Regions from separate parts of the Gossypium hirsutum genome. Here regions 1 and 3 are each linked to region 2. A link is a contact called in public Hi-C data. All regions are on one chromosome and are shown on one strand. Each heading gives the region's core, a stretch centred on a gene start, on an enhancer-like site or on the middle of the called end of the contact. The rest is flanking DNA. Distances are from core to core; before and after follow the strand shown. Region 1 holds the start of LOC107959973 (protein PLASTID REDOX INSENSITIVE 2, chloroplastic). Region 2 holds the start of LOC107886320 (probable galacturonosyltransferase-like 9). Region 3 overlaps LOC107957312 (a long non-coding RNA gene).

Region 1 (2,700 bases), core at 170-2,669, 780 kb after region 2:
CAATATAAACCTCAATATTCTTTAAATCATTTTAAAAAGTAATGAATTAACTAATGTGATCTCTAAGAAGTTCACATTCGTTCATGCGAAACGTAAATAAACGTTGTTTCAACACTAATTGGTTAGCTAGAGACTTAGTCACATAAAGAGTTTCTAACCTTTTCCACAAGGTGGATGAGGTCTTCTCCACCAATACCTCCTACAATACCGTATTCACAAGGCACAACTAGATTGCAGAAAGGCCTTTTCATCAAGCTCTTCCCATTCAGTTTGATTTAAATTCTCAGGCTTTTTTTTCCAGTAACAACCTTTTTCAAGTCGGTTTGAACTAGAATTGCCATCATCTGAACTTGCCATAAATTGAAATTTGTCTCACCATCAAACTTCTCAATTTCAAACCTTGTTGCTGCCATCTCTGAACAGGCTGATCTATGAAAATTGAACTAGCTCTGATACCACTTGTTAGGATCGACCCGATTAAGCAACAAGTAAAAAAAATAGCTGAATAAATTGATAAATTGAACATACAAATTTAACGTAGAAAAACCCCTCCAAAGAGGATAAAAAACCACGGGCAAAGATAATTTTATTATAATGGCAAAAGAACGAAGAGTATAAAAGATGGAAATAAAAACTAAACCCTGAAAACCTGAAAACAAAGAACCCTCCAAACGTAAGCACAAAATTCTCTAAATGTGTTATGAGTTCTAATATCTAATGGGTGTATTTTCTAATATTGTAAAAGAGCCTATTTATAGGCTAAATTCATAGGTCAAATAATAATAAAATAATCTAAACTAATCAGTGTTTGATTAAAACAAATAAACAAAGTTTAACTAAAAGAATATTTTTCAAATTTGACTGAAATAAGAGTTATACTTAACATTCAATAATTCATTAATAAGGAAGTTTACCTTTAAATTGGGAAGCTATTAATCGTGAATATTTGACGGTCAAATTTTGAAATTAGAATTTGTATTTTGTAACGTGGATTTAGTATTTGTATTTTAATTTGATTTTTTTTTGAATTGGTTAATCTTAGTCTTAACCAAACTATAGCAGTTAAGTTTGTTTAGTTAAATTTTACTATTAGTATTATATTATGCGTAAAGTTATAGATTTAGTTTGTATTCTTTTTAGTTGAATCAATCTTAGTTGATATGTTTTTCGAATTTCAAAATTTCAGTCTTAATACAAATGACAATTATAATTTATTAATTGGTTTTTTCTGAGTAATATGGAAATAGTAAGTTGATATGACATTACACATATGATAATATATTTGAGGCATCAAATTTTGAAAATAGTATAACTTAATGAATTTAATAGTCACCATTTGGTTAAGACTAAAATTTTAAAATTCTAAAAGTAGAGGGATCGAAAATGACTAAATTAAAATATAAAGACTAAATTAAAATATAAGGGCTAAATCCACAACTTATGCATAATACAGATACTAATACTAAAATTTAACCATGAAAAAAACCAATATTGATTTAAAATACATAATATGAAATAATCAAGGACTACACTTGTAATACATCTAGAAAAAGAAAATTGAACTAAGAGGCCCGATACCAACCCTAGCACCCAAATTAACAATCAGTCACAGGCCCAAAAAAATCCAAAATTAAAAGTTCAACTCCATCCATTACAATCTATCACCCGAAAATGGCGTCTTCTTCGTGTTCGTTGGTCTCTATTCCCCCATCCTTAACTCCCGCCAAAATTCCAACCTCCACCATTCTTATCCTGCGAAACGCCGGCCTTATACTAAACCCGCCTTCTCCTCCTCTCTCTTTTCCAACCCTCTCTTCAAAACCCATCTCCGTAAAACCGTTCCTTAGCGTTCTCAGATCCTCGCATTCCCAAAAATACGTTTACCATGACCCTATCCCTAAGTTTGCTGAAGCCGTAAGTTTATACACTTGTATGTTTAGAAAAACGTATTATGGTTTTAAGCTCCAATGATAGATTTTCTTTTGATTATTTTTGTGGGTATTTGGTATAATAGGAGACCCAGAAGTTTAAAGCTGAGCTTTTCAACAAGTTACCCAAAGACAAAGACAAATTTGGTGATGACCTTGATTCTGTCATTGTCGTTTGCGTTGAGGTACTTTCCCTTTTTCTTTTTTCTTTTCTAGCAACGGCTAATTTCGATTAATTGTTAATATATTATGAATGGTTTTTGTTGAATTCAATGAGAGTTAAAGCATCACCTTCCAGCTCTATCCTTTATAAGCCCGACTCTTTTGCGTACACGAAAGCCCTGTAGCCAGCCGTTGCTTCCACCTTCGCTGTTTTTGTTACATGTTGCATATTCTTCACCGAACCTGCCAAAACTTGACATTGATAGTCTCGAACAATTATACTCAACACCACCTGTTCGACTGTTTGTTTGAACGGCTCCATCAAATTTAGTTTTGACTCTTCCCTCACTTGGCGGCTTCCAGCCCATGTTATTGCTATTCTGCTCCCTGATGCATTCTGATTGGTATTATGGTATCCCTCTTTGTATTTTCTGATAAAACTGCTGGTAGTTAGATTGGATTGACGGCCCTCGTGTAGCTTTGCGTTCCTAGTTCCAAAATCGCCCATGCTGTTATCATCCTCCATACTTCGATGACTTACTTGAAAGAATGTACCACTGAACAGAATTTTTTATTTTATTGGAGCCTTGTTTCATTCTCAAGAGTCAAT
Region 2 (2,700 bases), core at 196-2,695:
AGAAGTAATGCATGAATATTCATATTTAATATTATTTTGTAACTGAATAATCTGATTCAACCTGTTCAATAAATGAATGAATGATCCAAAGGTCACTGGAATGGTCTCTGTCTGATTTAATATTATTGTTATCATTTTGTTTCATCCGCAGTCATTTGGAGCAGATAGGAAAGAAGTAAGAGCTACACTTCCATAGTTTGAGGCTTCTCTGGAGTGAGTTCACTAATTTTTAATTCGTTGCCCACCAATCAATCTTGCAAGACTGAAAAGAAATAAAGCAGCTAGGGAAGGTGATCTGATTTCCCGGCTATCAATTTGATTTTGCACTTCTATTTGTATTTGTATAGAATACTTTATTTGGTTCCCCTCTATAGATTATGGACGGAGTTGTTATGTGTAATGTTGTGGTTTATCCCACGGTTTTACATTACCTATGATTTGATTAAATAGGTTGCATTTCTGAGAGAAGCAATGCATGAATATTCTTTTCTTCAAATGGAGAAGAGCTTTTATGCTCTCATTTATAGCTCAAAGGTAAGTTTCGTCAGATTCATTCTTTATTAGCTTTACCTGAAATTAATGATCCATGTCGCTACATGAAAATTGAATCAACGAGGAATCTTTTAATATAATGTTTCCCGAATTTACAAGTCTTAACAGTCAGCAAAGATACGAACATTCACTACTATAAGCAGAGGCAGTCCCCGGTTGGCTTGAGTTGCCATATACCTCCGTAGCTTCGTATGTTCCTGTAAGGTGAGTATCAAACCGGTCGTGCTGTTAATCTCATGATTGATAGAGATCTCCAGGGGGTTATTGCTGAAGAAGTCTTTCTCACAAGTGGTCACTAACTCCTCGACTGATTTGAATACAAGCCAGTAGCTAGTAGGAAAATCGTTCTCATGGGATCCAATTTTGGAATATGGAGAAACCATCAATACCAAGTCCTAATTTAGTAGCGAACCAAACAAGCTGGGCAAAGATGCGGTCCGTGAACATGTGAATGCGATCATAGGTCTCACAGCCACGGCACATCCAGTATTAATATATCCTGGTCTTTACTGGGAAGATAGTTTTTCCACAAAGAAAGAGGAAGCTTGCGCGTAGGTGTGTGAGAAATGATTAGTGTGTACTTTGCCTTAACCCCATTCAATAGCTGCCTGCCACTCTAGACCTCTTTATGCAAAGATCGAACGGCTCAGTTTGGGTTTTACTGACAGGGAGTCCTGTTGGCCCCAAGTATCCTTTTTGAACTAAAACGGCTTTAACCCCTACCTCCTTGCTTTTCGGTTGACAGGGGAGGAGGTCCCATTTAGCAAAATGCAGATATATGAACACTTGAAGGATAACAGAATGGAAGAGGGAAAAAAAAGTTTGTTAAAAAATTATCTCATTTTAAAAGGCCATCAACGTCCCAACCAACAGAATCTTGATTAAAAAAAAGAAAGAAAAATATTTGCCCAAATCTACATATTCCGAAACAAAGCATAAAAAAGGATATTTGAAGAAATCTCCGATGGTGCAACATCCCATTCTTTGCTTCCATCACCAGTTTCCTCATTTGTCATTTAAAACACAAAAGACCCAACCCTTATGCAGGAAAAAAATCCAAACACTCCTATTGGGTAATAACAATGATCCTTCAATAAGCTGCGTTTTCGCTTACAATGAAGCCGAAGACCATAATCTTCTTATTTTTCGACTGAAAGTTGAAAAGAAACGGTCTCTCTTTTTCTTGGTTTTTTTCTTTTTTGAAGAATAATGCGTTTTATTTTATATGCGGCCGCCCTTTTACTTCTTCATGTCTTTCTCACGGTATCGTTTTGTCTTGCTATTCGGACCACAGTCGGAGGAGATGGGTTGGGGTTCCGGTTTCCGGAGGCACCGTATTACCGTAACGGAGTGGAGTGTCCGGTTTCCTCCGGCGACCGCAATTTAGTCCAAGTGGCAATGACTTTAGACTTTGAATACTTGCGGGGGTCGATCGCCGCCATCCACTCCGTCGTCCGCCACGCTTCGTGTCCTGAAAACATCTTCTTTCACTTCATTGCCGCCGAGTTCGACCCCGCGAGTCCAAGAGTCTTGAGCAAACTCGTTCGCTCCACATTCCCTTCACTCAACTTCAGAATCTACATCTTCCGCGAAGACACAGTGATCAACTTGATCTCTTCTTCAATCCGGCAAGCCCTCGAGAACCCACTGAACTACGCTCGGAACTACCTCGGGGACATGTTGGATCTCCAAGTAGACCGAGTCATTTATCTCGACTCAGACCTGGTCCTCGTCGATGACATCCTCAAACTCTGGAACACAACGTTGACCAACTCTCGAGTCATCGGCGCACCCGAATACTGCCATGCAAACTTCACCAAGTATTTCACGGCCGGGTTTTGGTCGGACCCGGTAATATCCCGGGTTTTCCGGTCCAGAAAGCCGTGTTATTTCAACACGGGAGTAATGGTAATGGATTTAGTGCGTTGGAGAGAAGGGAATTACAGGAAAAGAATAGAGAATTGGATGGAAATACAAAGGAAAAAAAAGATATACGAGTTGGGCTCATTGCCACCCTATTTGCTGGTATTTGCTGGGAATGTAGAAGGCATTGATCATAGATGGAACCAACATGGGCTTGGAGGGGACAATATACGAGGTTCATGTCGGTCGTTGCATCCGGGTCCGGTCAGCTTGTTGCATTGGAGT
Region 3 (2,700 bases), core at 128-2,627, 550 kb after region 2:
AATTACTATTTCAATAGACATAATTATTAAGGTAAATATTCATAAAAATTGAAATAAAAAATAACTGTTATTGAAATTATTGCCTTTAAAAGGAAAAACCGAAAAGGATGAGTAAAAATGATTTTTGAAGTAAATAAATTTTAAATTATTTCAATGAAAATAACTCACACCAATAATGATTTTAAAATATTTTCATAGAAAATCATAATTACAAAATGCATGTAAAAATTATATATAATATATAGTAAAAAGAATAAAAAAGAACTAAAGGCATTTTTGAAATAAAAGGAAAATTTTACAAGTTGTGCAAAGAAAAAAAAGTCATACAAGTTAATACAAAAATTAAAAGTATAATAATTACTATAATTTGAAATTAATAAGTTCAAATAAAAATTAAGTAATTTATATGATATCACAAAGGGTAAAGTACATATATAATCACTCAATTTTTCAAAAATTTCATTTTAAGCATTTAAAATAAAAATATTTACATTATAAAATTTTTATTTTAATCACTTCAGTTAAAATTGCATAACATTCCCACTATTTTTTGTTTCTTTCCGGCTCCACTACATGCATTTAAATATTTTATTTTCTCCTATTTTTAATTGCAGCACTTCCTTGGGCGCCGCACCATCGAGAACCGAAACCAAGCAAGAGCAGAACCCTTTCGCCGAAACCGCTGTCAACTCAGAGTCTACTGTTCCCTTCAGAGTGCATTTGGGCATCGAGTCAAACTCGGGCCGTGCAACATATGACCCGGTTCGAATCAGTCGGGGAGAGGAGGGAGAAGATAATCGTAGTAAAGGATGAGAGAAAATTTGTAAAGAATGTCTGTTAGCTCAGATGGAAGCTTTTATAGAGAAGTTCCTCTGTAGGGTCTATACATGTATAACAAAATTAGTCTACATTTTCCATCTAAATAAATCAAATTTGTTTCTCAAACATTGAACCCAAAAGACAACGCAAATGCAAGTGTTTGGAGACTGTGTAACAGCAAAATTTCAAAGTTTTTCAAATGATTAACGATTGAACAGCGGTTTTTGGGCGTGGGAGATGAAGAATTTCAACAGAATTTTCGCGTAGGAGATGAGCGTCTGGGTTGGAAACTATGTAACAGCAGAGCATGAAAACGAAGTGGGCTTTGAAGGAAGAGAACCAGGAGGAGATTGAATGCATTTGAGGGACTTGAAGAAGAAGCTTTGATGGACTCAGGGTATTCCATGGAAGTTGAAAAGGAGTGGTTTTGGGCTTGATTTGGGTTTGAGAGATAGCAAATAACAATGAACAGCACGAAAACGAAGAAGCAGCTTTAATGGCTGTGGTAGACAAGAAATCCATGGAAAAGAGAGAGCAAAGAGAAGACTTGAAGTGTCGTGTGTTATTCCGGTTCTTGATGGGGCGGCGGATGAACTTTTTTTTTTAAGGAAGCTGGGCTAATATTAAAACAAAACAGAATAAAAAGAAGTCCAACAAATCAAACCCAAAACAGGAAATAACCCAAACATAAAGCCAATAAAACAAACCAAAAGAAAGCCCAGCAAAGAACAGCTTAAACAGCAGACGATAAAGAGCAATCAGTTCCAACGATGAGCTGTTCCCCAAAACCAGCTGGTTGTTCAACAAAAGAGCAGCTGAAACGCCACCAGCAAAGCAACCAGCAACGATTATCCCAATTCCCAAACATCAAGACTAGAGGTGCTCATGGGCCGGGCCGGGCCTAAAGAACGGGTCTAAAATTTTTCTTAAGCCCGACCCAAATAAAAATACTAAAATTTGGGCTCGGCCCGGCCCGCCCGTATTTATTTTTATATAATTTTTAAATATATATAATACATCAAAAATACTAAAAAAATTAAAATAAATATTTTCCAACAAATTGAAAATAAATTTTAAAAAATATGTAAACTTAAATAGCACTAAGATAGGTGCAACTTAACAAGCAAATACCTCTAAAATAATAACAAAATTAACAAATACTTTTAAAATAATAACAAAATTAATAATAAAATAAGTTTTATACAATATCCAAACAATAACAACAAAATAGTAGCAACTAATAGTAATATGGTAGCAAAATAGGGAGAAAACAACAAGAAAATAACATTCAAAAACAAAACAAAAAATAGCAGATTTTTTTGTCATTTAGTGAATTCGTGCCGGGCCGGGCCCGGGCCAAAAATACCTTACCCGAGGCCCGGCCCATTTTTTAAACAGGCCTTATTTTTTGTCCAAACCCATTTTTCAGGCTTATATTTTTGCCCAAACCCTCCTACATTTCAGGCTGGCCTTCGGGCCGGGCCGAGTAGCCCGACCCATGAGCAGGTCTAATCAAGACCCTTTAAGCGTCCAAATCTAAGAAATCTAGCACACAAGCAACTTCCGAGACTCCCCAAAGACGAAACTCACCCTTTCCAAAACCCATCAAAAACCATTCGAGTCCCCTCAGCTCTCACTTTCCTTCCAAATCAATCCTCATCTAAACGTGCCCCACAAAGTCCTCCCCATTCCCCTTTCCTTGCCTCTAAATACAAACCGTTGATCACTCTCCACTGCCAATAGCGTAAAATCAAGCACTCGCCCATTTAGGTAATAACTATTCCCACCCTTCAAAATCTCTATAGCTAATAAATGGGCCACTATGTTCCCTTCACGAAGCATATGCTTAAAAACACACCGTCGAAAAGACCTAACCCACAG

The links. Hi-C and Micro-C count contacts between places; a contact is called where the count stands out from the background.
Region 1: a contact with region 2 is called in a Hi-C map of leaf, with 2.2 times the contacts expected there. The contact joins the promoter of LOC107959973 here to the promoter of LOC107886320 in region 2. A contact is called at or near these places in 3 of 34 Hi-C or Micro-C datasets (all in leaf).
Region 3: a contact with region 2 is called in a Hi-C map of leaf, with 2.2 times the contacts expected there. The contact joins the enhancer-like site here to the promoter of LOC107886320 in region 2. A contact is called at or near these places in 11 of 34 Hi-C or Micro-C datasets (anther, callus, hypocotyl and 2 more).

The regions. Positions count from the first base shown.
Region 1 is chrA05:74,813,822-74,816,521 of Gossypium_hirsutum_v2.1, forward strand. LOC107959973 (protein PLASTID REDOX INSENSITIVE 2, chloroplastic) reads left to right here and starts at 1,420. Exons shown (of 4, transcript XM_016896163.2): 1 at 1,420-1,914; 2 at 2,015-2,113. The coding sequence starts at 1,672.
Region 2 is chrA05:74,035,910-74,038,609 of Gossypium_hirsutum_v2.1, forward strand. LOC107886320 (probable galacturonosyltransferase-like 9) reads left to right here and starts at 1,446. Exons shown (of 2, transcript XM_041112648.1): 1 at 1,446-1,722; 2 at 1,847-2,700. The coding sequence starts at 1,951. LOC107886319 (pyruvate dehydrogenase E1 component subunit alpha, mitochondrial) reads left to right here. Exons shown (of 8, transcript XM_016810217.2): 8 at 152-496. The coding sequence ends at 196.
Region 3 is chrA05:74,581,489-74,584,188 of Gossypium_hirsutum_v2.1, forward strand. LOC107957312 (a long non-coding RNA gene) reads left to right here. Exons shown (of 2, transcript XR_001700406.2): 2 at 615-945. Among protein-coding and RNA genes, the nearest start is that of LOC107957312, 4.1 kb to the left of the region's middle. Within about 2 kb of position 1,378, at least 3 of the 9 cell types and tissues checked have an H3K27ac peak or open chromatin away from gene starts, as enhancers often do. A contact at or near this core is called in leaf, where this site is marked.